Linked DNA regions of Mus musculus: all the other regions are linked to region 1. A link is a contact called in public HiChIP or PLAC-seq and promoter capture Hi-C data. All regions are on one chromosome and are shown on one strand. The core of a region is the stretch at or near the end of the contact, and the rest is flanking DNA. Distances in the headings are between cores, read along the strand shown.

Region 1 (7,668 bases), core at 4,482-6,981:
TCGGTTAACAATTTAACATGGTTTGAGTTTACAGCATCTTTCCCTCCCTGACTGGCCAGGCTCCTAGAACACTAGTTCTGATGTTTCTCTTCTCTGCATCCCTGGGTCAGCCCAGGGATGGTCAGACATTACCCAGTTGGCAAGATGAAGAAACTGAGGCAAGAACCTTGACAGTCCTGTAATTTTTGCCTCTGGGATCTTCTCTATGTGCCAACGGTGGATAATCAGAGCAGAGTTACACACACACACGAGTATACACACACACACACACGAGTATACACACACATGAGTATACACACATGCACAGGCACATGAGGCACACAGAGATGCACACACAGGCACGTGAGCACACACACAGGCATAGGAGCGTGCACACACTCATAGGCACGTGAACACACACAGGAGTGCACACCCATCACACATGCACGGGCGCACAGAGATGCACACAGGTCCATGTACACACATACGGGCATAGGATCATGCACACATGCACAGATGTGTGTGCTCACATACATAAGGGCATAGGAGCTCACAAACATTCACAGGCACGTGAACATACACACACACACACTTGCGCATGCACACACACACACACACACACTTTTTCCCTCTGCAGAGCCCCATCCTGCAGCATACTCACACTGAAGGTTCTCACCCTGGGCTTCAAGCCTCGATGCAAGGAGGAGGAGAAGGAGGAGGAGGAGGCCTTACTCTGCTTCCACCTGGTCCTCCCTTTCCATTGAGAGCCTCCCCACCCCCTTTCCTGTCCTCATCCAGAGCATGAACCCCCACCCCCACACACGGACTTCCCATCCCAATTTTCTTTTCTTCCTCAAATTCATGGAGATCCTTCTGCCTCAGCCTTCTGGATTGCAGGTGCCAGCTATGTTCCAAACTCCTTTCCTCTCTGATTCCCTGAATTCTTGTGACCTGGATGCACCAAAGCAGGTCTGACCATGAGTATAAATATAATCCTTCTAACCTGGCTAGGACATAAAAGGAGAGAGGGGATGTGGATGTGTGTGTGTGTGTGTGTGTGTGTGTGTGTGTGTGTGTGCGCGCGCGCGCGCGCGTGTGTGTGCATACATACACACAATACTATATATATATATATATATATATATATATATATATATATATATATATAGAGCACATCGTAGATGGCAGGAGGTGTGCAAAGAGGGTGCCACCCCTATTTTTTCAGCCAAGCCTGGGTCTTTTGCTGGAAGCTGACAGGTGAGCTCCCTCCTCTCTTGCCGGCCTCCTAGGCTGGGTGGACTTTGTTTCTCTCTGCTAAAGCAGTCTCCCCGCTTTTCCATGTCCTCTAAAGGTGCTACTGGGGCTAGCTGCTGAGCGTGCTGTAACGAGGCTGCTCGCTGCAGCCACCCGGGTACTGAGCCCTGCACACCAGCAGGCTGCTGGCTACAAATTGCTGATTTTCAAGAAACAAACCTGAACTGGTTTCCGGGGGGCCGTTTCAGCTCATGGCTGCAGCCTCTCTGGATGACTCGAATCGCTTCCCCTCGGGGTGTTCCTGATGACTGTGTGCGTGCTGTGTGGGCTCTGTCTTACTGGATCTCTCCTAAACATGAACAACATAAAAATAAAAATAACTGGCCCTTGACACATAATACGCGTTGTGTTTTCCTGGTGGCTTGTTTTCGAAGCTCACGCTGCTTCCTCTCCACTTCAGTCCTGATTTCTCTGGGATCCCCCTCCCCAAACTCCTCCTGTATCCTCACCTCTCTGTGGTGATGAGCATCTCCCTGCTCCCCAGAAATTCTCTCTGGTGGCTCAGTCTCTTTCTGGCTCTGACACACACACACACACACACACACACACACCCTTCTCTCTATCTAAGTACAATTGCTCAGGCAGCTAGAATTAAAATGTTTGCAGATAGTTTGGGGTGTCTGAAGTGGGGGGAGAAAGCTGCCCAGGAACCTACCCATCCTGGAGTAGCAGGATCCGGGAACTGCTCCGGACTGTCTCTTTGGGAAGAGCTGTAAATTCCGGGACTGTAGTACCATCAAATATTTCACTGAAGGACGTCATGGAAAATGACGCTTTGGGATATAAGGGCCACTGGGAAGAAGCAAGTTCAGGCTTCTTTGGCACTGAGTGCTGACCCTCTTATTTACTTGTTTAGACAGCGTCCCGGAGCCCAGGCCACCCTTAAACTCAATGTGTAGCTCAGAAGGGCCTTGAATTTCTGATCCTCCTGTCTCTACTTCCCAAGCGACAGGATTACAGGCTTGTAACAAGCCTGATTTATCTGGTTCTGGTGTGGAACCCAGGGCTCTGTGCACGCTTGACAAGTGACTTTTTTGGTTTTTGTTTGGAAGATTTTGTTTTGTACACCTGTTGTTTGTTTGGGTTTTTGCCAATTGTGCCACATCCACAGCACAATTTATTAGTTTATTTTTTTAACTAAATTATTAACCTGTTCTGGGTTAAGTGGCTGTCTGTCGGAGATACAGGTTTTAGATGCTGACAGTGACCGTCCCTCTGCTCCCCTCACCTCCTTTCACTGACAGCAAGTCCCCCCCCCCACTTTGGCTAAGCAGAACACCCAGCCCTTCCTTACTTTAAAGTGCACCCCAATACAAGTAGCTGCCTCAAGCCTTGTTTCAAGGGTACCCCATCCTACACCCCTGACAGAAACCCGCCCACAGCGCTCTCAAGGCCGCCGTTTTTCCTGAGGCCTGTAGAGTTACGCTCTTCTACCTTCTGGGCACATATTTAGAACACTTCAGAACATTCCGCCTGTAACACACAGTCCTGTCCACATTCCTCCACTGTGCATAAAGCAGTCCCGCTCTGCAGGTAATTACACCTCACAATCCCGCGTTGCTCGTGCATATACAGGGCGTGTCCTTCACGTTTGTTTGCTTTTTAATCTGGGGGACAGGGATCTCAGATATCCAAGGCTGGCCCTGAATTTGCTAAACTCAAGGATGACCTTGAACTTCAGCTCCTCCCGACTCCACCTCGGGAATGCTGGGATTACCGATCACCTCACCTTTCTGTACACACGTTAGTTGGGCAATCTACCAACCAGGCCGGTGGATAGACTGAAGGAGAGTCCTGCCCAGTTAGAATCTTCAAACACTGATTGCACATGAAGCCACCACACCAGCCCCAGGTCCTCCAGGGCTTAAGGCATGGTATTCGTTTGCTATCCATTCACCCCTCTACATCTCCCTCGCTCTACAGTTCCCTTGGCAGTCCGTGGTGCCTGTCCCACCGTGCACTTTGCCCACAGTTACCTCATCGGGCAAGTGGCACTCTGAATTCTGGTACCCAAAGGCTGAATTGTCCGTATCACGTTCCCTCCCCTCTCCATCCCTGCACTTCGGCGCGTCCCCCGCGCTCCCTCTGGATGTCGGGGATGCGCAGTCTCGCGTGGGGTCGGCCCTTGCTAACCTGCAGCAGGGCGGCCGGCCTCGCTGTGGGTGGTCGGCGGCGCCCGCGGCCGGACGGCCGAAGCAGGATCTGGTTCCGCGCTCGGGTTTCGCCGGGCGCGCTTTCGGCCGGCGGCTTCACTTAAGCAATTAACCAGCGCAGATACCTGGGGCCCCGGAGTGGGGGGCGTCCTCCCCGAAATGCGGGCATTCCTGGAGCCAGTGCTAAGCGCAGGGATTTGATTTGAGATGCGGAGGGAGTCTTGTGGATTTTCAGCTGAGAGCAGGTATCACCCTATGGATCCAGGGCCCTGCCTCCCTGAGGCTGCTCCCCCGGGGGACTTTTGTGTGACATTCGTCCCAGCTCACTGCTGCCACAACCGTAAGAAGTGGGTGCTTTAGTTGGAGCCGCGTTTAAAGGGAGAAACTTGGCTCCATACAAAATGGTCTAGGCTGGGACCATCCAGACTTGTGAGTGATCCTACACTGAAATATGGGGGGGGGGGGGGGAAGCGGTCCCCGCGGCCTCTTAGGAGGGAGGCATGATGACCCTGCTCCTGAAGTCAGTCTCATCCTAGTTACACAAAATGACCAAGAGCTTGGCTTCCTCCCACCCCCTCCCGCCCCAGTTTCAGTTGACACTTTATAAAAGCATCGGTTGGAGATAGTTTATGGGGCCAGGAGACTCGTCCAGCAAGGGAAGCCACTGATAGAGCCCTATGACTGAACCTCCGTTTCTCCTCTTTAAAAATGTGGGATTCAGAGAGATCTCAAAGTGTCTGCGAGCTGTTTCGAGACACATAGGCAACTCCCCCCAACCCTCATTGCTTTATAACTGTAGAGGGTCATCCAAGCTATAGGCTTTCAGGGTTCCTACCCTCTTGGGTACCCACTTCCATCTCTCTCCTCAGTGGAAAGTGGGAATTCGGGCTGAGCCTCAGGCAACTGGGCTCCCCTGACCCTCCCCCTCACAGGCAGCCTTAGGAGGTAGGCCTGAAGACTGAAGGGCAAATGAAACTTCAGTTTCCTCCCCTGAAAAGGAAATTTCTCTACAAAATACCCTAAAGAGCCTCTGACAGCGGTCTGTGGGAGTTCGGGAAGGGGGGCAGATCTGGAGGTCACCTATGGGCACACATCCTTTAACTGGAAAAGAGCTTCACGTCCCCTCGATTTGGAGGCACCCTTGATCTGAGGTCAGAGGCAAGGCTGGACTGGGGCAGCATGCAAAATACAGCCTGTGCCGGCTCGGAAAATGGGCGCCTTCCTCAGCTCACTTCTCGCTAAAGGCCAGCTATGTAGCGCCCTTCTGAGAACTTCCCTCCCTGAGGTACAGCCCAGAGTCCTCAGGTCTGCAATTGCCAGTGTAAGAGGAAAAAAAAAAAAAACAAACCGTAAATAAAAAGAAAATAATGGAGAGGAAAAGAAAGGAGAAAGGGGGGGAGAAGAAAACTTGGGGGTGTGGGAATGTGTGGCCTGGGGTGGAAGGGTGCGCTCTGGCCTACAAGGCCCATTCTTGTGATCCTGTGGCTCTGTGTGGGCGAAGGCACAGTCCAGCAGCGTGCAGGCTACATGTGGTGCGCCCTTCCAGGGTGGGGCCCCTTAACTGTACTTAAGTCCCGTGAGAAGGCAGACGCCAGTCTGTGGATGGTGCTGAGGGGTGCTGTCTAGGCCGACTGTGTGGCGCAGAAGCCGGCTTGCTAGAGCGTCTATGTGCACGAACACATAACCACACATAAGCGTCCACCTCCCTTCTTCCTCCCTTTTAATTTAGTTGGACCACAGAGTTCTAAAGTCTGTCCTGGAGAAAGGAACGGGATGGCGACTCTCGCCTCCTGCGAACCCGGTTCTGCCAAAGGAGGCAGCTACAGAGCAACAACCTAAGTCAGTAAGCCCCCAGACCCTCGCACAGATGTGCCAGGCGCCTCGAAGACGACAAGGCGCCTACCACCAAAGCTGAAGGCGTGGGGGTGGGGAGAAGATGGGGAACCGAGAATCCAAAGAAACTTGAGGCCAGCGGGCTTTGAAGGAGACCCGCAGACATCTCTTCTTGCAACTCGCGCCAGGGCGCAGCCGCCTAGCTCCAAGGTCCCTCGCACCAACTCCTGTAAAGGTCCCCTTCGTCACCCGCCCTGCCACTAGGGCTTCCCGCGCGCGCGCGCGCGTGTCTGGGCTGCGGAAGGCCCACACTCACCTGGTTTCGAGCGCGCAAGTCCACCTGGGATCGTGAATCGTCCTGCGCCCCGCATCATCTCTCCAAGGCCGCGACCCCGCAGCCAGGGCCGCTCCCTGACGCGCTCCCCGCCTGCGCCACCCGCTTTCCGGAACCCGGCCTGGCGCGCAGCGTCGGAGGCCCCGCGGCGGCGGCAGGCCGAGCCCATAGGGGCATCAGGCCAACTCCCCCCGCGCCCGCGGGCTTCTCTACTCTTATTATTAAAGGATCCCCCGGAACGTGTTTACGTTGAGCCTTGTAAACTTCCTGCCCCGGACTTTGCCATCTCTCAGGAAATCAGAACCTGCGCTTGTAAAAGGGGACACGGGGCCGCGGGGCCAACTAAGCGGATTTCAGAGTTAAGCGTGGGGGGAGGGGGCTCCGAGGAGACTTTGCTCTGTGAATTCAGATCTGAGAGTGGCAGCTTCCCGGGGGACCCTGGGGAACGTGAGTGGGGAGCGCACTGGTGCAAGCCTGCGCGTCTAAGTTGGTGATTAGAGGATTCGCTTGGGGGCATCGTTGTGTGTGCGCTCCGGGCGCGTGTTAATGCACGCGTGTGCGCGCTTTCATGAATGAGTGCACGAAGCCGCCTGCTAGGGAACCTGTGCGGTTCGTGGCACTGCACGACCTGAAGCCACTCTCCGGGTCCCGCTTGCAGCGCTTGGAGACAAAGCGCCCGCTAAGCCGCCTGCGGTTTCGTTTTCCGCCCGCCCGCGCTCGGCTGGGGCAGTGGCTGCAGCGCGGTTGGGCGAGTCCGAGGAGCGCCGGGCGCCGGCGCAGCGCTTCCCAGGGCGGGGAGTGAGGGGAGGCGGTCCCTCTCGGGAACTTACGCCGTCCTGCCCCGGGGGCCGGGAACCCAATCGCTCTCTCTGCCCGCGCTGGTCACGACCCAAGGCCTCCGCCACCGCCGCAGCCCAGCGCGCCGGGAAGACCGGAGTCCCGGGCGCGTGTCCAGCCCGGTCATCCGGGCCTAGGAGGCGGGGACCGGCACACCGGGTCCAGGTCGGCAGAGGCGGGGCAGGCTTCGCAGTCCGGGGAGCGGGGGTGGAGGGGGGCTGGGGACGCGTGGGGAGGGACCTGGGGGGCTTGAGCCCACTGAATAGCTACGGGGGATCGGACACTGCAGGCTGCGGGGGCGCAAAGGCGTGCACCGGCGGGGGGGGGGAGTAGGCGGGGGGGGCGGTGCCGGGCCCCCTGATGCGCGTGGCCTCCCGCAGGGAGGAGGAGGAGAATAGCGCGCCTGGGGAGGGCGGGCTTGCGGGGGAGGCGCGCTCGGGAGCCGCAGTGACGGCAGAGGTGCAGCCGCCCCGCGCAGCCCCCTCCCCTCCCTCCCCTCCTGCTCCTCCTCCTCCTCCCGGCTCGGCAGCGCAGAGCAGCGGCGGCAGCGGCGGCGGCAGCAGCCACCCGATGTCCGCGCCCGACAAGCAGCAGCCGCCGCACGGCGGGGGCACAGGAGGAGGCGGCGGCGCGGGCGGCCAGGCCATGGACCCCGCGGCGGCGGGCCCCACCAAGGCCAAGAAGACCAACGCCGGCGTGCGGCGGCCGGAGAAGCCGCCCTACTCGTACATCGCGCTCATCGTCATGGCTATCCAGAGCTCGCCCAGCAAGCGCCTGACCCTCAGCGAGATCTACCAGTTTCTTCAGGCGCGCTTCCCCTTCTTCCGCGGCGCCTACCAGGGCTGGAAGAACTCCGTGCGCCACAACCTGTCGCTCAACGAGTGCTTCATCAAACTGCCCAAGGGCCTCGGGCGACCCGGCAAGGGCCACTACTGGACCATCGATCCGGCTAGCGAGTTTATGTTCGAGGAGGGCTCGTTCCGCCGGCGGCCGCGCGGCTTCCGAAGGAAATGCCAGGCGCTCAAGCCTGTGTACAGCATGGTGAACGGGCTGGGCTTCAACCACCTCCCCGACACCTACGGCTTCCAGGGCTCCGGAGGCCTCTCGTGCGCGCCCAACAGCCTGGCGCTGGAGGGCGGCTTGGGCATGATGAATGGCCATTTGGCTGGCAACGTGGACGGCATGGCTTTGCCCAGCCACTCGGTGCCACACCTGCCC
Region 2 (7,589 bases), core at 1,234-3,733, 460 kb after region 1:
TCACCCGTGTGGACTCTGGGCTGACCTGATCTGTCATGATGCACTGTGTTGGGCATGTGCTATACAGCCAGTCGGACCAGAGCCTCCAAGGTCCTCACTAAAGCCAGAGGGTTGCGCTGCTTCTCAACAGCTTCCCGCTCGACCTGCTGATTGGCCCTCGATCAGCCAATCGGGAGCTGTCGTATTCGGGTGTGCACTGAGCTGACAGCTGATTGGCTACTCGCAGGTGGCTCATGGGAGCAGTGGGACAGAGAGGACATTTGGCTCGAGCTCCATATCCTCTCGTCGCCTGGGTGGACATGGAGACCAGCCCGAAGACACTCACCATTTTCTGTGGATGGATCTGTGCGCGCGTAGGACTACCCGGTCCCGATCCCCTGTAAAGAGACAGAGGGAGGTAGGACCGGACCAAAGGGGGTCCCCATGGGCTAAATTCCTCTTTGGGTCGCAGATACCACCAGGGATCCCCAAAGCCATGTGTTATCAAGTAGAGTAACAGCTTGGTGGACCAGAACTTCACAGCCTGTCAGATACATTCACTCTGTGCATCCCAGATACCATCAGAGACACACCTCTACTCAAAGCCGTTTGTTATCAAATACGGTGACAGCTTGGAGAACCTGGGCTTCGCATGTGCGCGCCGGTCAGACGTGCATGAATTGTAACTTAAAAGAAATGTTGCCATCCAGGGCTTTGGTCAGACCAGACTTAGCGTTTGGGACCCGTGAGATGGCTTAGCAGGAGAGTGCTCCTGCTGCCAAGCCTGACAACCTGAGTTCGATCCCGGGACCCACATAGTGGAAGGCGAGTACTCCCTTACATCTCAACTGCCTGTTCCGAAACAGCCCACAGCTGTTACGGGAGAAAATCCAGTCATACTTCAGGCAGGGGTTAAAATCCACAATTTACATAGAACTGCCAAAGTTAAATACCGAGGGAACAAAGCTGCCACCTGGACTGGTGAAGGGAACAGACTTTGGCTCCCTCCAGGGGCTGCCCTTAGCAGAGGATGGGGGGTGTGGATACCTGCCCCTGCCTCCGTGCTGCCATGGCAACCACTCCAGAGCACATCCCTAAAACCACCCCATGACTCTGGGGTCCGCCCCTTGGCCGACCTTCTCATCTGTTTCCTGAGTCCCTGTGACGACTTTGGATTCCTGTCTTGGGGGTCTGCCCCTAGAGGATCTCAAGTTCTTCCCAGCACCCCGCGGACAGTCAACACCCACCAAAGGGGTCCTTCCCCTCCCCCACAGTCCCTCGGCTTCGCGCCACAGACCGACAGTCCACAGCTGGCAACAGCCCAGAGACCTGGTGGGCTGGGGCAGGCACTGTGGTAGCGGCTGGTGCAGCGGGGTGCCGGGCCCCTGCTAGTAAACAACAAGAAACAACTCAGCAAAAAGAAACACCCGTGGATACAGAGAAAGAAGAATGGCTGCCATAGCCATTCTAGAAAGCACAGCAAGCCCACAGCTGAGGTGTCGAAGCTGCAGGAAAGAGGATCCCAGCTATTCAGGAGGCTGAGCCTGGAGCCTGAAGACCATTTGAGAGCATGACGGATGTCAAGACTTCCAGGCCAGCCTAGACTACTGAGGAACCCTGACTCAAAATGCAAAAATAAAATAAAATAAAACAAGATGAAAAAATAAGGGTCTGGAGAGATGGCTCAGGGGTTAAGAGCACTGCCTGCTCTTCCAGACGTCCTGAGTTCAATTCCCAGCAACCACTTGGTGGCTCACAGCCATCTGTCATGCGATCTGACGCCCTCTTCTGGTGGGTCTGAAGACATCGACAGTATACTCATATACATAAATCTTTTTAAAATTATATAAAATAAAAATCAGGCAGGCAGGGGCAGTATATGCCTTTAGTCCCAATACTCAGAGAGGCAGAAGCAGGTGGATCTCTTAGAGTTGGAGGCCAGCCTGGTTCCAGGATAGACCAGACTACATATATTCCCTCCTCCTGCGGACACTTCCCAGGTCTGTCAGGCTGGACGTTGGAGGGTTCTAAGACAAGGTCACCCCAGCACCTCCGACTAGAGTCAGTTACATGTCTTGTCTCGTGCCCTTGCTACAGGGCTCTTAGCGTCTTGCCCTACTGTGGTATTGTGAGCTTCCCGGGGGTTGACACTCTGTCAGCTCAGCCAGCTTGGCCATTACCTTTTCCTCCTGGGGTCGCTGGTATCATGGCCATCCCTTTGTTCCCTGTCTCCAGTGGTGACACGTCCCAGTTCTTTCAGTGGTTGTGACTGGTCTTTCTTCACTCTGCCCTCCAGTGTGCTGTGGGACACAGCATCACCACCATCATCCTCACTATCATCAGAGCGGGAAAGGGAAGAGGCCCACACGGGTTCTAATAACTTGCTACTCCCCAGACGCCTGTCAGCCTGCTCCCCATGGTCCTAGGGCTCCCTTGAAGTGTGTGGGAGAGGCAGCCACCTACTTGCCTGTGCACCGTCTGTGTCCCCCACAACCATGGTACTCCGTGGAAGCCAGCCTTCCAATGGAACTATGGAATGCTGGGAACAGAGGCTCCACAGTGATGACGGGGACAAGCCATTCCTCTCAGGCAGCCCTTGTCCCCCTCCTGGCTCCAGAAGGGCAGCATAGGCCCAGAAGCTGCAGGCGTGGACAGAAACGAGGTCTCCCGGGCTCCGGGTGCGGAAGGCTCAGTGGAAACTTTCTGAGTGGTTGTCTTCAAAAGGCCCACCTAGCACAGGACTCCAGAGAATGCTTCGTTGAGCCCGGAGCAGCTGTCCAGACCTGGTGTCCAGAGTGATCCAGCAGCTCCACGCAGCAAGCTCCAGAGATCAGCCACAGACTGGTGCCCCCCCACCCCAGGCAGCAATCGGCTGCATCATGGCCTCACTGGGGCACAGGCAAGTGGAGTCAGACCCAACCCCCAGCTGTTCTCTCAGCTCTGCCCCACATCTGACCCTCTCTAGCTCCTCATCCACACCTAGACAGCCAGGAAACTATATCTGCAGGCCTCACTGCAGCTATCTTAGCAACCTGGAGGCCATTCTTAGCAAGGCAATCCAGGTATATCCTCAGCCCCTTCGGGGGCTTCTGTGACGCTCAGGGAGCCACAATCCTTATCACGGCTCCTGGGGCAGTAGATAACGCTGAAGAGCCACACACGAGAGACTCCATCCAACTCTACAGCTCAGCCTCCTTCCCCGACGGTGCTCCTTGCTGCTCCACGGTGCCATGTGCTCCCTCTATGAAGCCTCCTGTCCCCTCAGCCCGAAATGTTCTGCCTGTCACCAGCCATTCTCCGCAGAACGGCAGGGCTATGCCTAGCTCCAGCCAGCCACTAGCCCATGTGGACTCCTCCCCAGTCTCCAGCCCAGGTGTTCCCTACTCAGGTGGCTCCTTGTGTCCTTTCTCCTTCCCACACTTCTCCACTGGCATCTTCTACAGGGACAGTGCAGAGACCTTGAACAAACATCCCGTCGTACATGGCCACCATCCCAGTGTGCATACAGAAAGAGGCCACCCTGGCCATTAAGAGGTGGGCACCACTGTGGCCTGTAAGGAGGGATGGCGGGGACAGTGAGGAGCTTCGAGGACATGCTCCTTCCTGTGCGGGAGGGAAAGCAAGATGGTGCAGCCACTGTCAGATCGAAGCAGGGTTGGTTTTTGTTGTTGTTGAAGTATTTCTGTGTATGTGTGTTTGCCTGAATATATGTTAGTGTGGCACATCCACACGGCACCCACAGTGCCAGAAGAAGGCACAGAAGCCCCTGGAACTGGAGTTATAAGATGGCTGTGAGCTGTCATATGGATTCTGGATACAAAACCCAAGTCCTCTGCAAGAGCAGGTAGTGCTCATAACCAGTGAGTCATCTCTCCAGCCCTGGGCAGGTTCTGGAGGCTGTGACTCCCCCCCCCCCCCACAGTGCCTCGCTGTACTCTGAAGACCCTACCCACACAAACGATATGCCAGGGTGTGTAGAGCTATTCACAGGATGCCCAACTGCAAATAACCCAAGATCTCATAGCAGGAGAAGCTTGAGGTACACCCACCCCCAGAATACTAGTCAGCCAGTGAGCCGTGCAGGAGTGTGACTGACAGGTGCTGCGGGACGGGGGAACCCCGACACGGGCAGTTACATAGACTCAGCAGGGAAACGACCGCCATGGGACAGACGGCTGTAAGTGAGAAGCCCAAGTCTGCAGGATAAATCACATAGACAGTTAACAGTGTGTACTGTTAGATTCGAGTAGGATGTGCAGGTGTGGTGGGACCAGCTCGTTGTGATTCCAAGACCTGAGAGTCTGAAGTGACAGGAGCAGGAGCTTCAAGCCAGACTCATCTAGTTAGAGAGACTTGGTCTCTCTCTCGTGTGTGTGTGTGTGTGTAAGTGTATGAGTATTGTGATGTGTATATATGATGTGTGAGTGTGATGTATATATGATGTGTAATATGTGTGATATGTGTGTGTGATGTGTGTGTGATATGCGTGTATGATATGTGTGTGATACATGTATGTGTGTATAAGTGTGTGATGTGTGTGTATGAGTGTGTGATGTGTGTGTGATGTATGTGAGTGTATATTCCCTATGGAAACAGTTGAAAAAAGCCTTAAAGGGGCAGTAATGGAAGCAAGTCGAGAAATGGAATGAGCTCCCTACTGTTTGCACAGACGCAAACAGTTTAGAGAAAGGTGACATCATTCTGTCCCCACTGTGGGGCTTAAGTGTCCCTCAACTCAAAAAAAAAAAAAAAAAAAGAAAAGAAAAGAAAAGAAAAGAAAAAAAAGTCCCATGCAGTCACTGGAGACAATACCTCCAGCATCTTGCCCAGCCTCTGCAATGTCCTGGGTTCAGTCCCCAGTACAGCCTGTAAATAAAACCATTTCTACCGGGGCAGAAGTGGTTACACACAGCCAAACTTGAAAGGCAGTGGTAGCCGGGCACAGTGGTGCACACCTTTGATCCCAGCACTCGGGAGGCAGAGGCAGGCGGATTTCTGAGTTCGAGGCCAGCCTGGTCTATAGAGTGAGTTCCAGGACAGCCAGGGCTACACAGAGAAACCCTGTCTCAAAAAACCAAAAAAAAAAACAAAAATCAAAACTTGCTTGGACAGACTCATCTTTTTCTAAATGTCTCTAGCACTAAGGATGGGGCTGCATGGAGGCCTCTCCCCTGGCCAGAGCCCCTTCCAGGGAACTTCTAAGAGCCCACTACTTGGAGGATTGCGACAAACACACCAGGTTACCAGGCAGGAGGTGACAGCTAAGCCACATGTTGCACCTTCCTTTCCAGATCAAGGTGAAGCAGGATAAGGAAGAGATCTTCCCCAGTGGAAGAGGATGGAGAAGACCCTCACGGTGTAGCGGCTTCCCCAGAGGTTCCCACACCGCCTTGTGCCCCAGTGGGCTTTGAAGCCACAAGAGTCCTCTTTGCTAAGGTATTGTGGACTGCAGTAACCCGGAGCGCCCACTAGAGGTCACACCACAACCTCTTTAAAAGGAATGGTCAGATTGACAGACGGTGCCTGTAGATGGGAGAGCTAACGTAGGAGGTAGACTACATCAGTGCCAGATCATGACCCCTCCATGAGCCCCCATCTGTAATGCCAGCTCCCCCATGTGTAATCTCAGTTCCAGAAAGCATCCACCCCTGCCCTCACAGCTGGCTGGCTGCTGTTTCCCACAGGATGAGAAAAGGCTGGAAAGGAAAGGGAAAGTCTGGCGAAACCACCTGATATTTGCTTTAAAGTATTTCAGGTCTGGAGCTGGACCTCAGAGGTAGGCACCTGCCTGGTGTCACCCCCACCCCTGTGAAAATGAAACTGTCTCAGAGACCTGTGTGGAGACATACCAGTCCATCACTAGTCGCACCGCACCTTCCCATCTGGACCCCAATTTCTCATTCTGACAGGAGGCCACTGCACCTCAGATATGTCTGAAGCAGGGTGCCACCCTGGGGGAGGGCAGAAGCCCAATGGTGGCCACAAAGCAGGAGCGGGCGTTAACTGCATGCTTTTTAAGTTTCATAGGTTGCATATCTGTGTGTGTGTGTGTTGTGTATGCATAGCTATACACATCTGTGAAGTCCTGAGGTTGACACTGAGTGTCCTCAATTGCTCTCCACTTTTTTTTTTTTTTCGAGACAGAATTTCTCTGTGTAGCCCTGGCTGTCCTGGAACTCACTCTGTAGACCGGGCTGGCCTCGAACTCAGAAACCTGCCTGCCTCTGCCTCCCGAGTGCTGGGATTAAAGGCGTGTGCCACCACGCCCGGCTTCACTCTCCACTTTTAAAAAAAAAAAAATTTTTTTTTAAAGGCTATTTTAAAAATGTGTGTCACAGGGCTGGTAAGATGGCTCAGCGGTTAAGAGCACAAACTATTCTTCTGAAGGTCCTGAGTTCAAATTCCAGCAACCACATTATGGCTCACAACCATCTGTAACAAGATCTGACGCCCTCTTCCAGAGTGTCTGAGGACAGCTACAGTGTACTCACATTAAATAAATAAATCTTTTTAAAAAATGTGTCACAACCAACCTGCGGTCAGTCAGACACCACCTTCGCTGAGTGGGTTCTTCCCCTCGCTGCACATGTGAGCTTCTGGCCGATTCTCCTGTCTTCACCTCACATCAGACCCATCAGATGGAATGCCTGGATCAGACTCAAACCATGGCATCTGGGTTTTGTTTTAATATGGACTCTAGGAACCAGAACCCAGGTCTCCTGGCTGCACAAGCTCCTTATCCACTGAGCACCTTCCTGACCCTCCACACTACTTAAGTTAGTGATTTTGTTGAGCCCACTCACTAGTCAGAGGGCCCCAGGAAGCAACCCTCCTGTTTCTGCCTCCCCAATCCTGGCATTCCCGGCACTTGGGTGTTGGAGTTTTGAACTCAAGACTTCCATGCTTGTAGAGCAAGAAGCTTAAGTGTGAAGTGACCAAATGGAGCTGTTTTGTTCTTATATTTTACATAAACATAATACTGCACCTCTTCCAGCATCCCATAGTGCAACAGTGATTCATAAACATTGCTCTGCCTGCCCATGCCCTCAAGGTAGCTGGGCTGGGGCCCTCTGGGCTTTGCTGAGACCAGACAGACATCTGAGTTCTCAAAGCTGCCATCTTCGCTGTGGATGCCTGACTGAACATGTACCCATTTCTGTCCTAGAACAGCACTATTGCCCTCCACCACACTGCCATTGTCCCTGGGGGGGGAAGGGCACTGGATGGGGACAAGGACACAAGCTCTAACAAATCACCCTGATCCTTCATCCTTATGTGGAAAAACCAAAGGATCTCTTTAGCTCATATAGGAGTTGGAGAGGTTAGCTCTGCAGCTAAGAGCCCAGCTGCTCTTACAAAACAGATCCAGGTCCCAGTCCCCATGTGGCAGCTCAAAGTTATCTGTAACTCCAGTGCCAGGGGACCTGATATCTTCACATCTTCTGAATTCTTCAGGCACTGGGCATATGTGTATGATGCACATGTGCAAGCAAAACACACACATAAAATGTTAGGTGAGTGTGTGTGTATTGTGTGTGCCTGTGAGATGCACGGTCCCAGCCACCCCTCCTGAGGCTCCCATCTCCACCTGAAGAACACCCGAGAAACAA
Region 3 (7,824 bases), core at 367-2,866, 280 kb before region 1:
AGACATTCGGCCTCACAGACTGAGCAAGCCACTCAGAGGTCCCCAACGCCCCTCCCCCAACAGCACTGCCTCTGCATCAGCTCCTGCCTCTAGGTTCCTGCCCTGCTTGATGTCCTTCGATGATGAACTGTGATGTGCAAACATAAACTAAACAAACCCTTTCCTACCCAAGTTGCTTTGGTCATGGTGTTACATCACAGCACTGAGACAGGAGGATGCCATCCTGGGCTACACCACTCTTTGTCCTATCTGACCTCCTTTGATTGGTCCTGAAACCCACTGCTAAGGAGCAGGGCTCCCTTGACAAATGTAAAGTCATTATACATCACACACACTGGGCACTAGCAACTCTGCTTCACAGAAAAGAGGGTTTGTGCTTCCCACAAGATCCGCATACAACGGCTCATAGCTGCTTAGCCTGGCAGCAGTCACCGAACTCCAGAAACAACACAGATGTCCATCAAAAAGACACTATGTCCCACTGTGCAGTCGCATGAGGGAATACTATGCAGTCAGGAAAGGGCAATAGCAGCTAAACATGTGGGCTCCACCCAGATCATGCCTGGCTGTCTGGATGTTTGTGCAGATGCTCTGGGAGGCAGGCAGCAGGCAGGGTGTGGCATGCCAGAGGTGTGCTGGGGAAGTCGAGTCCCTGAATGAACACAGCATTGACAAGCAGCCTTGGCAAGGATGCTCTGGGCATCATTATGTAATCTGTATGGAGAAGATGGAGCCATTCCCATCACATCATCCCCATACCCCCATCATCACCCCATCATCACCATCACTTCTATACCACCATCATCCCCATCATCCCCATTACCAACATCATCACCATCATCACCATCACCCCCATCATCACCATCACCACCACCACCACACTCTGGGCTTCTGAGAACACTGACACCCCAGGGAGTTCACTGCCCCATCTGTTTCCTTCCTCTCGCCTCTCACCTCACCCCCAGAGCAAGGCTGTGCCTTCTCAGAGCTCCAGCACCAGCCACCACCCTGGTCTGACCCTAGCTTGAGAGTGTCTTTCCTCAGCCACCAAAGGTCAAAGGCTGATGGAACACCTTCAGCTGCAATTGGTAGAGGCTAGCCCACCTGAAACGAGCCTCCAGAGGGTCTCCAGCTCATAGCGTGGGACATTCCAAGACGGGGCGGGCGTGCTGGGGTCTTAAAATGCAGCAACAGCATGTGTATCTCTTCTACGGACCACTGAGAAAGCGGGCCCCAGCTCTAAGCCTCACCTACAGGCACAAGATTGGTTTGTATGTCACAAACTTGAGAGACAGCAGAGCTTGTGAGTCATATGACAGCCTTCCATTGCCTCGTGCTGAAGACAGACTCAGGTCTAACAATGCTAATGTACAGTGCAGAGGCTGAGGTCTGGGCTCAAATGCCTCTGGGGTGTAACTGCTGTGCCTTCCGGATGAGAACCCTGGGTCACGGAGACTGAGCGCTCCGTGGGGGCACAGTGGATGGTAGCATAGAGCTAGAACCCGGGTGTGTGCTCCCTCCCTCCCCCACTGAACCCCTCTTCTACCTTCAGCTGACCCGTCCTCCCCCCAACCTGAACGAGGGTCTTCTAGGTCTCGGTCGCCGGGGCTCTGGCTCCATCTAGTGAGCAGAGACGGAATTACCAGCATGGCCTCAGACTGCACTGTCGGAGTGAACCCAGCAAACAACCTCAGTGTGTCTAAAATGCCGATGCCAAGGTCCTGCCACAACTATCTTGCTTCAGATGCTCTGACGCGCCATCTGCAAATACACGTCTTAACCTCCAAGGTGGTGGCGCGGTTCTCAGGCCACGGCGGCTCCCCGCAGGTTCCAGTGAGAGAAAGAGCAGTGGATGGGTTAGGGTCTGAAGATTTGTGCTCTTGTGTGACCATGGGCTGGTCTCTCTCCTTTCCTGAGACTCTGTGCTCTCATTTGCACTATTGATGGGTTAGACTAGAAAGTGGGCAGATCCTGGGGACTTGGGAAGGAATGGAACGTAACCAGCTAGTCACCTCCAAACTAGAAGGGACAGGGCTTACAGCGACAAGGCTCACGTAGATGGGAGTTGGAAGCTGCCTGATGTCAAAGGCATTCGTAGGAGTGCGATCCAGCTATGACGCCACAGGCCATGGCCAGTGTGCCCACCAGCTGAGCTCAGAGCAAATGACCACCAAGCTGCGTGTACCCTGTGGGTCTCCTGTGCCAAGTTTCACGCCAGGTGGAGCCAAGTTGGTGCTGCCTGGGAAGAGAGGGGGTGACCTATGGATTGCTTGCAAAGAGAAGCTCCCACGACAGTCCCCCTGGCCACTACCCCACGCTGCAGCCCTGCTTCCTTCTGGCAGCTCAAGGGGTCAGATCTGAGTCACAGGAAGATTGACAAATGGGTGGGCTCCTTGCTGTGGGTTTGGGTGGGAAGGTAGAGGTGGAGGCAAGAGGCTGCTGTGGGCTGAGGTGAGCAAGAGATGGGCTTTCTCATTGGGCACCTTCAGGCTGCCTCTGGGCTCTGCCTTGGTTTCCTTGGTAGCCAGCTGTTGTCAGCAGTGAGAGAAGACAGTGCCAGACCAGGAGTCTCCGGAAACCCCAGTCCTCGCAGCTGGATCCCGAGACTCTATCATGAATCATTTGGCCATTTTGCAGGCGCTTTGCTTCAGATTCTCTTGGAACCTTCCAGGTGTGTATAGGTCTTTCATCTGAGAGGCTCAACCTTGTCTTCCCATCAGAGACTCCTGAGGCAACAGTTTGAAGTGAGGGCTCTGTCTCTTACTGCCCTCGTTGGCACACAGGCCTGGGTGGGCTCTGATCACCTTTCGGGGCAGCAGGAGGGTCCTGTCTGCCTGTGCTACCTAGGGTCTCCTGATGGAGAGAGATAAGCATCTTTCTTTAGAAAGACAGGTCACCATTTGGCCCAGGCGGGACTGCCTGAGTCCTGCTGAGGCTGCCTGGGGTGGGGCTGGGGGCTCATTCATCAGCTGCTGCTTTGACCGGGTAAGGGTCACATATCCTGGGGTTTGGATGGAGGAGGGGACTTTATGGCTCCACTTCCCCCTCAGTCCTCTCAGTGACTCTTAGAGGCCTTATCCATCTGGAAGGGAAAAGGAAAGGACCCTGCCCCTCCAACCTTACAGGCAGCACACAAGATTCTCACTTAACTGTAGGCATTTGGGGGTTCATACTAGCACCTTCCTTTTCACAGGAGAAGACTGAGGCTCAGTGAGTGTGAGTGACTTGTCTGAGGGTAAACAACCAGAAAACAAAGCAGCATCAGATAGACCTGTCCTAGATGTGGAACGGGAGACTGAGCCTGAATTCACAGGAGCCTCCAGGCAGGCTTTCAGATTTCAAACGCCTTGCAGTGCTGCGGCCTCAGATGCCCTCCACCCACTAGCATTCACACAATTGAGGGACCAAGACCTTCAGCCTCAGAGGGTCCTTGACACCCAGCGGTGGCTCTGCAGAACATCTTCTGTGTGTAACTTGTCAGGATAGTGGATTGCTTCCTGGCTCCTGATGTTACTGTGCTCATAAAAAGAGAAAGAACTATAAGAATATGTTCTGGTGGGGTGTGGGGGAAGGGGGTGCCTTGGCTGGCCCATGCCAAGGCATCTCTTCCTCCTGAGGGACCAGGCACATGGTGGTATAATATAGAATAGACTTTATTCAGGCATGGGGAGGGGAGTTAAGAGGGTAGTAGAGGCAGAGAGAGAGAGAGAGAGAGAGAGAGAGAGAGAGAGAGAGAGAGTAGAGAAGTAGAGGCTGGCTGTGGTCAAGTGGGGAGAGGGGGAAGGTGAGTGGGGAGAGAGGGAGAGCAAGGGGCAAGAGGCAAGGAAGAGAAACAGGAGTAAGAGAGTAAGAGGAGGGGGCAAGTGGCCCCTTTTATAGGGCCAGGCCTACTTGGCTGCTGCCAGGTAACCGTGGGGTGAAGTCCAGACAGAATACCAATAGACATGAGGTGTGATGAACGTTTTCTTTGCTAGTTTGGAGTTTGCTGAAGTCTGTTGGGCCTGGAGTGCTTCTGTCTTGGCGAAGGTCCTGGGGAACTGGAGGTGGGAGCGTCAGGCTGCTGGGGGGACAGACTGCTCCACAGACTGACATACACAGTGGTGGATGAACAATGGCGGGCTGTTTCCTGGGTAGTGTCTCCATTTTTCCTGGGGAGAGGATTTCTATTCATGACTGTAGGCTCACCTGTTTCTTTTCCCAGTGTCATCCATTTTGGCTTTGTGTATTTTGATGTTACAGTTGGGTGCTTGCCGCAGACCCTCTGGGTCCCTTTGTCTGCGTGGAACGAGTCTCTGGGTGCAGATGGGCAAGAAGTTGGCGGGAATGACAGACAGATGCACACAGGAGGTTGTGTAGAATCTGAATGTATTTTTTCAGGTCGAGCATCAAACTTTTTATACAGCAGAATAGCAAGAAACCAGACAAGATACAATCCACCGCAATACAAAAGGAATGTATACATCAAAAGAAGGCGGGGACCAGGCCACTGCCACTAAGAAGGGAGCCAGGTGTAAAGCTAGTCTATTGTTAAGCCCACCACCAGGGGTTCTGCACTAGTAGACCTTTTCATGAATACTGCAATACCACAACCCCCCTATTTCCTGGGTCTTCAGAAGAATTCATCAACTTGCTTCTAATATGAAGCTTGCTATACCTGGCTGTAGAGAAGATCCCTGTCTCAGTGGGATTCCCTAGCTCCATTATGGTATTCCCTTGTTTGGGTGAGATTTGCTACTGTCCTTAGTAAATACTTTGCAGACCAGCTCTGAGCTGCTGGCTCTGTCTTTTGTAATGGTTAATTAGTTACTGAATAGGTAACTTCCTTACTGCATTCCTGCTGGATTCCAAGCTCGGCTTTTGGAACCTTGGAACACTGGTGAAGGCTCTGGCTATGTCAGAATTCAATCTTAAAAGGCACTTATAATAAGATAATACTAAAAGAGAGCACGTGGATCCATACACCAGACTAATGTGGGGATAGGGTATGAGTATACGGGTTAATGAGAACGCCAAAGCTCCAGGAGGTGAGTTTCCATGAAACTCTTTGCCTCGTGAGTGCTTCTAGGCTTCTCAGCCTGTCAAGCAGGCTTCACTGGAGTGTGTGGCAGGTGCTCACACATTGAGGACTGCAAGGTCTTTCTGGAAAGGCACCTCTGACCATGGGACATTCTGACTCTGGCCGTTCACTTTGCTTGAAGTCCACCTTGCTGGGGCACAGAGCACCTTCTCTCAGATGGGAAACTCACTTCACCCCAAGTCATTTTCACTGTGTCTGGGTTGTTGTGACTCCTTCTACTGACCATCTCCATGGTGGAGTCTCAGGCCCTGGGGCCCAAGGCTCCGTTGACTCCTTCAGGGCCCCATGACATCCCCTTGTGGCTGGTTTAAGATTTGGGGAGTGCACAGGTTGTGCTTGGGCAGGAAGTGGAGAAAGTGTGGGTAGGGTTGGGGCTCTGCCTTATAGGGAGTCAGCAGTGTGGTCCCCAGGCTATGGGCAGTGCCATGGCCTAAAGCGAAAGCCTGAGAACCCCGAGGCTCTCAAAGGAGAGGATTGGAGGGCCATGGCTCCCCTTCCATTCCCTGGCAGCGCCCTACTCTCCAGGGATCCTTGCTGGGAAAGCTGTCAATGTGACCACTAGGATGAAAAGAGCCCCACCCACAGACTGGAGAATCCCAAAGGTCTTTAGAGGCAACCCAGGAGAGGCAGAAGGCATGAGAGATACCACAGACCGGGCTGTCCATAGAACTCCAGCTACCACAGTCTGGGTTTCCTGGACCAGTGGCTCTGCTGGGGTTAAAGATTTGGCCTTAGTCCCAGCCTGTCTCCCACCCCCACTGCCTCCTCTTGACCTCATCCCAAGCTGCCTAGGGAAGCCAGGGTTTCAGAGGTGTGAGTGTGAGAATTCGCCAGGGCTCTGCTTCCTGTGTGTGGGATGCGTGTGCAAATATATGTGCACCCTGTGTGGGCCCTATTCTCTTCTGCTTAGCTGGGAGCCCCCTCAGACTTCTTTGGATTCCTTGTCATGATTTGTTGTTTTGGCTCTGAGCCTCCAAAGACTCCCTTGTTGGAGGTCTTCTGTCCAGTGAGTGGGACTTTGGTGATATGATTGGATGGGGGGGGGGGTTACTGACGTCATTGTGGGTCAACCCACAATAGAGGGGGCAGGACATGGTGGCCCTTGAAGGGGATAACTTGACCCTGTAGCTTGCTCTCTCTCCCCCTTCCTGGGCTCCACAAGATTATGAATTTCCCACGATGACACCTCAGCACCAGCCCACAGCAAGGTGGCCAGGTGAAAATGGAGAGGGGATCAAGGGGAAGACATCTGGCTTGGAGACAAGGTTACTTCTCGTTCTAAGCTGACATTCTCAGGTATTCAGTCCCAGGCTCTGTGCTGCGGCACCCACAGGTGCTCTACCTGTATCCCCTCTCCTCCCTCTCCAGCCCTCATGGACCCAAGGAAGAGGGCAGAGAGTGACCAAGCCTGATGTGTGCTCACTGTGCAGGGACGACTGGCATGGAGGAGCCAAAGTCCCCAGAGACCGTCTTAGAAACAAGAATCATCCTTTACAGGTGGCCCTATGACTGCTTGGAATCAAGATGGTATTTCTAAGCCTGCAACAAAGTTGCGGCTGGTGGGATACAGGGCTAGGTGTCCTTAAAGACTGCGGTGCACACATGAGCCCTTAGCCTCTTTCAAGTTGGCTAGAACATCAGTGTGGGATCCGGAGCTCCAGCAGCCATCTGGGGCTATGAGGAAACTTTGGGGCTAAAACTCCATGCTTGAGGTTGGGGACCATCTTTGACAACATAGACCTTCATTGGAAACAAAACAAAACAAAACAAAACAAAACAAAACAAAACAAAAGGATGCAAAGCAAACTCCTCCTCCATCTGATACTTTTTATTATTTTAAGACTTTCCATTGCAACTGTAATCTTCAGGGTATGCTGAAAGGAGCGGGTCCTCCAGGCAGGAAGAACTGTTCAGTGTGGACACTGTTTTATATACTCTGTTGTGTGGGTAGGGAGGCAGATTAGTCTTAGCTCCTGCAGCTCCCTGTGGCCAGTAGAGCTAGTTGAATCCTGCAGGTGCAAGGGACCATACCACCCCCTCAGAGCACACCTGCTGGGCATCTTTTGCTGTTGCCTTGGCACAGCATCTTGGGCAGATGCTTCTGTCCTCTGAGTCCTCTGTCCTTGACCCTTCTTGGAGGCTTAGGAATTCATGTCCCGTGTTTGGCCCTGAAGCATGCCGGACTCGCCCATAGCACCTATTCTTCCTGAGCCTTATCTCCCACCGAAACCAGAGCTACTCTTGCCTCCCATTCCAAGTGTGGTCCAGTCCATCTGGCCTGCAAGCTATGCATGCAGGGTGGCCCCCTGGCTGTGTCTTTTGTCCTGAGATACTTTGGGTGGAGGGTGGTGATACATTCCTAGCGTCCCAGCACTCAGGAGGTTGAGGCAGAGGGATTGCTACAAGTTTGAGGCCAGCTAGGGCTACATAACCAGATCCTGTCTTGAAATTCAGTGAACAGACAACCCAATCAAAAGGAAGAACCCCTGGCCAGACGTTCTGCGCATGCCTGGCCTCCTTGGCAGCCATAGACCTTAGGCTGAAGTTGAGCGTTTTCACAAGTTGAGGCCAGTGTGGGCTGCACAGCTACACTGTTTCAAACCGAAGTAAGGAAGTGGACTGAGGGAGAGAGGCAGGGAAGGAGGCAGGGAGAGAGGAGAGAGGGAGGGAGGAAAGGAGGATGGGTGGGCAAATTAGAATTCCAGCAGGGTCCGTAGAGCTTTGCCAGGGAGGGCAGGAGGGTCCTT
Region 4 (6,972 bases), core at 3,084-5,583, 350 kb before region 1:
TTGTCGTTTGTCTTCTCTTATTGACTCACAGGAATTTTACAAAGTGTTCTGAGTAGAAGTCCTTTCTTTTTCTTTTTGAGACAGAGGCTCAATGTGTTCCCCAGGCTAAAAGTTAACTCCCAGTGCGAGGATCACAGGCTTGCCCCGCCACCTTGGCCTAGCCAATCCGGGTTCTGGAATCCCAGGTGCTGCCTCGCCCTCCTCTGGTTTAGCCAATCCTAGTGCTGGGATCCCAGGTGTTGCCCCGCCCACCTCTGGTTTAGCTGCTCTTTCTAGACCACTTGGTGTCTCTCCAGCCTTGGCTCCTCCCACTACTCAGAATACCAATTCACACTTTTTTTTTTTTTAAAGATTTATTTATTTATTATATGTAAGTACACTGTAGCTGTCTTCAGACACTCCAGAAGAGGGCGTCAGATCTTGTTACAGATGGTTGTGAGCCACCATGTGGTTGCTGGGATTTGAACTCCGGACCTTCGGAAGAGCAGTCGGGTGCTCTTACCCACTGAGCCATCTCACCAGCCCCTGGAGAGATGGCTCAGCCGTTAAAGGCTAGGCTCACAACCAATTCACACTTTTATCAGTTTTATTTATTGTGTGTGTGTGTGAGTGTGCATGTATATATGTGTGTGTGTGAGTGTGCATGTGTGTATATGTGCGTGTGCTTCTGTGCATGTGTGCTGTGCATATGCGGGTATGTGTGTGCATGTGAGTGTGCGTATGAATGTGTGTGTGCTGGGAACCCCATCAGACTGCAGGTGGTAGACCTGCATAGATGAGAAAGGCTTTGAAAAATGCAGGGTTTTTTTTGGGGGGGGGCACACATAGAGGGTAACATGCTCACTGGGGAGCAACCTCCCTACACAGGAAAGGGGTTGGCAAAGCTTGCTTCAGTAGGACACAGGGGACTTTGATCACGAACAAAGAGGAGTAAGTTGGACTACACACTCACATACATACACACATGCACATGAGTATACAGACATACACATATACACACATACACACATGCACGCACACATATACATACATATACACACACACATGCACACAGATTTAGAATAAATTTAAAAAAATTAAAGCATGAAATGTAATTTTTAAAAGATATCAGTGTGGCTGGAATCTGGGTTTTTTAAAATTAAGGTCCATGAAGGCCGGCATAGGAAAGAGGTCAGAAGCTGGATCTTGAGGAGAAGGAGGTGGTAGGAGAACAATGGCTCCCCAAAGATGTCCAAGTCAAAATCCACAGAACCAAGAATGATGTCAGGGACTGATACTCCTCATCTGACGTTGACTAGAGCAACGACTCTGGGTCATCCAGCTGAACCCAGTACAGCCACGAAACCCTTAGTGCAGTGGCCCTCAACCTTCCCAATGCTGTGGCCTTTTAACCCAGTTCCTCCTGCTGTGCTGACCCAGACCATGACATTATTTTGCTGCTACCTCATAACTGTAATTTTGCTACTGATATGGATCATAATGTAAATATCTGATATGCAGACGGTCTTAGGCAACTCTGTGAAAGGGGTCCCGACCTACAGGTTGAGAACCGCTGCCTTAGTGGACCAGGGAGGTTGTAGAGAAGAGCCAGGGACATGAATGCACATTTGCTGGCTTTGGAGATGAACGAGCTCACAAGCCAAGGATTTCCCTGGACATGGCCTCTCTGAGCACCGATTCTCCTCAGAAGGACCTGCTGACACAAGTGGGTGAGGAGTGCCTGTCTTTGTTCTAGTGGCCATACACAGTGAGTGGAGAGGAGGCAGTTTTTAGGTGACAGGAAGGTGTGTGTGTGTGTGTGTGTGTGAGAGAGAGAGAGAGAGAGAGAGAGAGAGAGAGAGAGAGAGAAAGGGGACAGGGACAGAGGGACAGGGACAGAGAGAGTGAGACAGGGACAGAGATTTGGTGACAGTACCCATAGCAAGGAACCTCAGAAAAAGCCTGGGTCACAGCAACAGCAGCCTGGTCTCTCTGGGTGGGGGTGTGCTCTCTGGGTGTCTTAGTCAGGGTCTCTATTCCTGCACAAAACATCATGGCCAAGAAGCAAGTTGGGGAGGAAAGGGTTTATTCAGCTTACACGTCCACATTGTTGCTTATCACCAAAGGAAGTCAGGATTGGAACTCAAGCAGGTCAGGAAGCAGGAGCTGATGCCGAGGCCACGGGGGGATGCTACTTACTGGCTTGCTTCCCCTGGCTTGCTCAGCCTGCTTTCATATAGAACCCAGGAGTACCAGCCCAGGGATGGCACCACCCACCATGGTCTGGGCCCTCCCACCCTTGATCACTAATTGAGAAAATGCCTTACAGCTGGATCTCATGGAGGCATTTCCTCAAGGGAGGCTCTTTTCTCTGTGATAACTCCAGGTTGTGTCAGGTTGTCCCAGAGAACCAGTCAGTACACTGGGTCTGGAGGACATGTTTAATTGCCTCCTCTGGAGAGGCTGGGAGGTGGTGATGGACTCTCTAGAACACTTCGGGGCCTCTTCTCCTTAGTTAAGCCCTGCACATGCCTCTTCTCTTATGCAGTGATGTGACCTAGCTCCACCCCCGACATATGACTTATGCCAGGAGATCCTACACTGAATCTCTCCTGAGTGGCTATCGCTGGCGTGTGGGAAATGTACACGTGGCTCACATGAGACACCACCTTCATAGCTTCACCCTCAAAGACCCCATCAATATTCAGCTGTGAGTCAGTGCCCATTGTAGGTGGCTTGGGTTCTCTTAGGTCCTGAGTGGAGCTATTTCAGACTTCTAGGAAAACAGTTAGAAAAAAATAGACCCCACTCACACCCCGATGTATATGGCTTCAGGACAGTTGTCAGGCAGGCTGGGCTGGTGTCTTCTAGTGTGTACAGAGACACCTGCTGCTAGGACCAGAAGCTAGGGCTGGTGTCCCTAATCTCTCTCTACCTTTAGCTAAGAGGCAGGCACACTGGGTGGACATTTGGGATCTGTTCTGTGCCTTTGATATTTGTAAGTAGGAAAATCTGCATACGCTTATAAGGTGCCTATTTGGGAAATGAAAGGGGTATAAATGCACACAGGAGTCTGTTGTAGTAATCTGAGCGTGTCTGACTTCTGGACTCTGCCCTTCACAGCAAACACTTATTAAAACACTCCCATATTACTATTAAAGAATTTGAGCTGGACTATGGTGGCACACACCTTTAATCCCAGCCCTTGGGAGGCAGAGGCTAGCAGATCTCTGTGAATTTGAGGCCAGCCTGGTCTAGTTCGGGGACAGCCAGGGCTACAGGGAAACCCTGTCTTGGAAAACAAACAATAAACCCAATAATAATAGTAATAAAACAAATGAGCTTTGAAAAGTAGTTTTCATTTGAAATTCCTTGGCTCCAGGGAACTCCACTTGGCTTTTGACTGTTGGATGGTATTTATCATTGAACTAATACCCGGTAATGTCTTAAGTGCCTTTCAGGTATACCACAATGCTCATCAGGATAAACTAGAGTTAGAAGGTTCTGTTTGGAAAATCCTTATTTGAATTCGTATTTATTTGAAACCTAGCCGTATACTTCTTGTATTTGTGGACCAATCAAAAATTCTTGTCGCGGCTCCAACGTTTTCCTAAGTATTTTAAAAGCCAGACGGGTGAGAGTCCTGTAAGCGTGGCCGCAGGTGTGTAATTGGGCAGCCTGCAACGAAAGTCCCTCTCGACCCTCACCTAAGGCTCCCCGCTCCCACATCCTACTCAGGTTGGGAACAGGCTCGACCGGGCTCCTGACATCACTGGGGGACACAAGGGAACCGATAATGCGTAGCCTTCCTGGGGGCATCCCAGCCTCAGCGCTCGCGACTCCCCTGGTTTCCCAGATTTCCTGCGCAATTTCAGGCGGTCATCCTCCATCCAGGAGGGCGCGCTGCAAGTGGCTGTCACCCAGCACGCAGCTCTGGGACTGGTCTTTGCTCTGAAACTCCAGCCTGAGCAGCTGACACTCAGGGTGCCCCTGGACACGTGCCCGGGACAGAGGCTCTCCAAACCTGAACGACACCCCGAGGATGATCCGTGCATCACCAGCCTCCTTGACCTTAGGCAGACGCCCCAGCCCCCCGGCCATTTTTGGGGCAGCCCCCTCCCCCGCCGCCCCCGGAGTAAAGAGAGAAAAGGACTCCACGGGGTCGGGGACGTGCAAAAGTGATTTCTCGGAAAGAGAGCGCTTCAGAGAAGGCGGATTTGGCAGGCTGCGCTGATTGGGCCGCGCCAGCGCCCCTCCCGCTCCTCAATTAGCTCGCGCGACCGTCGCTCTGCGCGCGGGACCCGCCTTCTCCCCCGCCCCATCTATAAAAGCAGGCGCGCGCGTACGGGCCTCCAGGAGCCCGCGGGCGGTCCCGGAGGCGCGGGCAGCGTGGGAACCGGCGGCAGGTAGGACGCGATGGGGTGGGCGCGGGGGCCGGGGCTGTGGCTCTCCCACCTTCGCCCAAACGGAGTGCACAGCACGTTAGCAGGTGCTTGCTCTGGCTGCTCTCCAAAAACAACAACAACAACCAACAACAACAACAACAACAAAACCCAACCAAATGAACAAACACCTCTCCCTTTAAAATCTGCCTGATGGCCAACTTCATAATGAAGAGAAATAGATCTGCCAATCACCGCGCGGCAGCCCGGCTTCCATGCATGAACTATCCAAAGCTCGCGACTGGGCTCGCCCAGGGACCGACTGGCTTTGATTCTGACTAGTGGCAATCTGATTGCCCAGTGGCGCTGGACTTCTCTGATTGTCCAGTGGCCCAGCTGGCCCCGGAAGGAAAGTCTTCCGTGTGGGTCCCACACAGCTCTCAAGACCAGATTTGCTGTGAGCTTGGCCCCAGGCTATAGGGGCAGACTTTTCCCCTGGTGAGAAAGATTACTTACCCACAGCCGGGAAGGGCGTTCAGGGGGTAGAAACTAATAGAAACCATTCACTAGAATCTTAAAATGGTAGATCACTGTTTTGTTTGTTTTTGTTTTGTTTCTGATACAGGGTATCACTCTGTAGCCCAGGCTCATTCCAATGAGCTCCCGGTTATCCGCCTACCTCTTCTGAGTGTTAGGATTTCAGGCGGAGCTTGGGGGGTGCCCAGGTGCTCAATGGCCCTGTTTTTTTCTTTTAAAGTCAAACGATAAGAGCAGTTTCGTGACAGTTCTAGGTTTGTCCCTTTAAGTTATGGCAGGCTCCTTCATGAAGAACTGGGACCGATTCAGTGTCCCTGAGGAAGCTTGGGGCCAGAAAGAGATGGGTCTGTGATGGATTTCCGTTCAGTGGTGGTCAGACTGTGGCCCAGGGCTGAATGAAAGGGATTACGGTGTGGTGTGAGCCCCGCCAAACATGGCTGGTGCAGATGTTGACAGCTGTGTTAGGCGAGCCTCTGTCCCCTGCCTTGTGAGAAGCCTGACCTAAGACACGTTGCTCTAGATGTAAGTTAGCTGTAGGCAGGATTGGGCCCACAGGGAATGCTGCCTCAAAATCAAGAAGAGGAAGCTAGAATCATGTGAGCGTGTTTATAAACCATTAATTGTCCATAGTTGTAAGAGAGTCAGGCTATGCCTGTCTAGGACCTCAGATTGGCCTCCAAGGCAATAGAGGAGATTGTCCAGGTGCTGAGAGCCGGACCCTGTCAGGTGTTCTTTCATCTGCAGAATGAATGAAAGAAAGCATCCCTTCTGTGTGTACTGTCACTGGCAGGGTGCTGGCAGTTTGTGCTGTGCCTGCCCAGGGGATGGTGGTCCCTCCCAGTCTCTCCCCCTTCCGAGTGTAGAAGAGGCTGGGTTAGAGAATTTTAACCTCCTAGCTTCCATGGTCTGCCATTCACCTTTCCTTTTAAACACCCCTTTTCTCTGTCACCCACCAAGACATCTGTCTTTCACAGTTCTGGGGTGTTGGGTACCCCAGGATCCCTGACAAGAAAGTGCCATTCCTGTTCTGGAAAAAACTCCAGCCATGCCAGGGAAGTCCCTTCAGATTTCAGGAGGCTCAGGGACCATGGGGGTATGGGTCACAAATCTATCTCCAGGAGCTGAGTTGAGGCTTTCAATGGACACATCCTCAGATACTCTGGACCCCTGACCCCAGCTCCCACCCCACCCTCATCCTTAGAGGCCACACAAGACACTACCAAACCAGGAGAGCCTCCTATCTCCTCTCCAGAACAAGCTGTTGGAGCCAGGACTCTACTTGGTTTTAGGGGTACCCAATGCCATTTCAGTTCTCTCCCTAGGTATTCCTTTCTGACTTGTCACTTATGAACTCAGTGGTCTTAGAATACTGGGTTTCTTGAGATAACCTTTCTTTCCTGCCTTTCTTGTGAGGGTCCTTAGACTTAGGAGCCAATGGCTTCCCAAGGTGAAGAGCCCCTGCTGAGGTCAGGGTTTCCCAGCCGTCTTGATGATTTGCTTGAGAGGTGCCTCAGGTGGCACCGCACTTGCCTAGCAGGCACAAGCTCTGGGTCCAGTCCTCAGCACGGGGGAAACGGAGGCAGAAAGAAAGATCAGGCGTCCAAGGCCATCTTCATCAAACTAGGGAGTTGGAGATCAGCCTGCGATACAAAACCCTGCCTCAAAAATAAAACTCAAAACTGACTGGAGTCTGACTCCGCTTTAGCCCTCGCTCCCTTCCAAGCCCACTGGTGGCAGTTAGGGCTGCTGTGTGGCTAAAACCAGCCCTGGAGAGACCTCATCTCCCTCCTCTCAGGCTGCTGCCGTCTTTCCTGGCCCCACTACCACCTGCAAGCGGCCTGGAGTTTCTGACCCTCAGGCCTCTTTCCAGCAATCCTGACTTTGTGGGACATGCTGGCTCTGGATGTGACTATGTTCTTGGGGATATCTTGACTTCTCACTGATGATAACTTCTTTTTTTTTTTTTTTTCCCTACCCCAAGAGGTCATTTTAGTTGGAAGACTAGAAGTGCTGTGTTCTGGTTTTCAGGGTGGGCGTCTGTCCAACTGCTTTGGGGATTTCCAGGCTGTTCTAG

What was found. Promoter capture Hi-C pulls out the DNA fragments that hold promoters and counts their contacts. HiChIP or PLAC-seq counts read pairs in DNA pulled down with a chosen protein or histone mark.
Region 2: a contact with region 1 is called in an H3K4me3 HiChIP or PLAC-seq map of neural tube, with 7 times the contacts expected there. The contact joins the promoter of 1700018B08Rik here to the promoter of Fendrr in region 1. A contact is called at or near these places in 6 of 39 promoter capture datasets (cranial neural crest, embryonic stem cells, frontonasal cranial neural crest and 2 more), 1 of 484 Hi-C or Micro-C datasets (nephron progenitors), 8 of 115 datasets of contacts at active chromatin or transcription factors (craniofacial prominence, embryonic basal ganglia, embryonic forebrain and 3 more) and 1 of 9 other capture datasets (liver).
Region 3: a contact with region 1 is called in an H3K4me3 HiChIP or PLAC-seq map of fetal liver, with 7 times the contacts expected there. The contact joins the enhancer-like site here to the promoter of Fendrr in region 1. A contact is called at or near these places in 8 of 39 promoter capture datasets (the C10 cell line, the HPC-7 cell line, embryonic stem cells and 4 more), 4 of 15 datasets of contacts at CTCF or cohesin (the NIH/3T3 cell line, embryonic stem cells, large pre-B cells and 1 more), 95 of 484 Hi-C or Micro-C datasets (the 63-12 cell line, B cells, the C2C12 cell line and 60 more), 23 of 115 datasets of contacts at active chromatin or transcription factors (Th17 cells, acute myeloid leukemia, bone marrow-derived dendritic cells and 17 more) and 4 of 9 other capture datasets (adipose tissue, embryonic trunk, liver and 1 more).
Region 4: a contact with region 1 is called in a promoter capture Hi-C map of embryonic stem cells, with 4 times the contacts expected there. The contact joins the promoter of Irf8 here to the promoter of Fendrr in region 1. A contact is called at or near these places in 18 of 39 promoter capture datasets (3T3-L1-derived adipocytes, the HPC-7 cell line, the SN4741 cell line and 11 more), 1 of 15 datasets of contacts at CTCF or cohesin (large pre-B cells), 7 of 484 Hi-C or Micro-C datasets (cardiomyocytes, cortical neurons, embryonic stem cells and 2 more), 10 of 115 datasets of contacts at active chromatin or transcription factors (astrocytes, embryonic forebrain, embryonic hindbrain and 5 more) and 2 of 9 other capture datasets (adipose tissue and embryonic stem cells).

What each region holds. Positions count from the first base shown.
Region 1 is chr8:121,077,379-121,085,046 of GRCm38.p6, forward strand. Fendrr (Foxf1 adjacent non-coding developmental regulatory RNA) reads right to left here and starts at 5,732. Exons shown (of 6, transcript NR_045471.2): 1 at 5,596-5,732. It overlaps Foxf1 (forkhead box F1), which reads left to right and starts at 7,008. Exons shown (of 2, transcript NM_010426.2): 1 at 7,008-7,668. The coding sequence starts at 7,021.
Region 2 is chr8:121,541,845-121,549,433 of GRCm38.p6, forward strand. 1700018B08Rik (RIKEN cDNA 1700018B08 gene) reads right to left here and starts at 2,484. Exons shown (of 9, transcript NM_001382232.1): 1 at 2,447-2,484; 2 at 2,160-2,312; 3 at 326-377. The coding sequence starts at 2,193. 1700030M09Rik (RIKEN cDNA 1700030M09 gene) reads left to right here and starts at 2,544. Exons shown (of 3, transcript NR_045903.1): 1 at 2,544-2,878; 2 at 3,423-3,513; 3 at 5,271-5,808.
Region 3 is chr8:120,799,080-120,806,903 of GRCm38.p6, forward strand. No RefSeq gene overlaps it. Among named protein-coding and RNA genes, the nearest start is that of Gm33199, 16 kb to the left of the region's middle. Within about 2 kb of position 1,617, at least 16 of the 459 cell types and tissues checked have an H3K27ac peak or open chromatin away from gene starts, as enhancers often do. A contact at or near this core is called in the 63-12 cell line, B cells, CD8 T cells and 3 more, where this site is marked.
Region 4 is chr8:120,732,025-120,738,996 of GRCm38.p6, forward strand. It overlaps Irf8 (interferon regulatory factor 8), which reads left to right and starts at 4,334. Exons shown (of 9, transcript NM_008320.4): 1 at 4,334-4,385.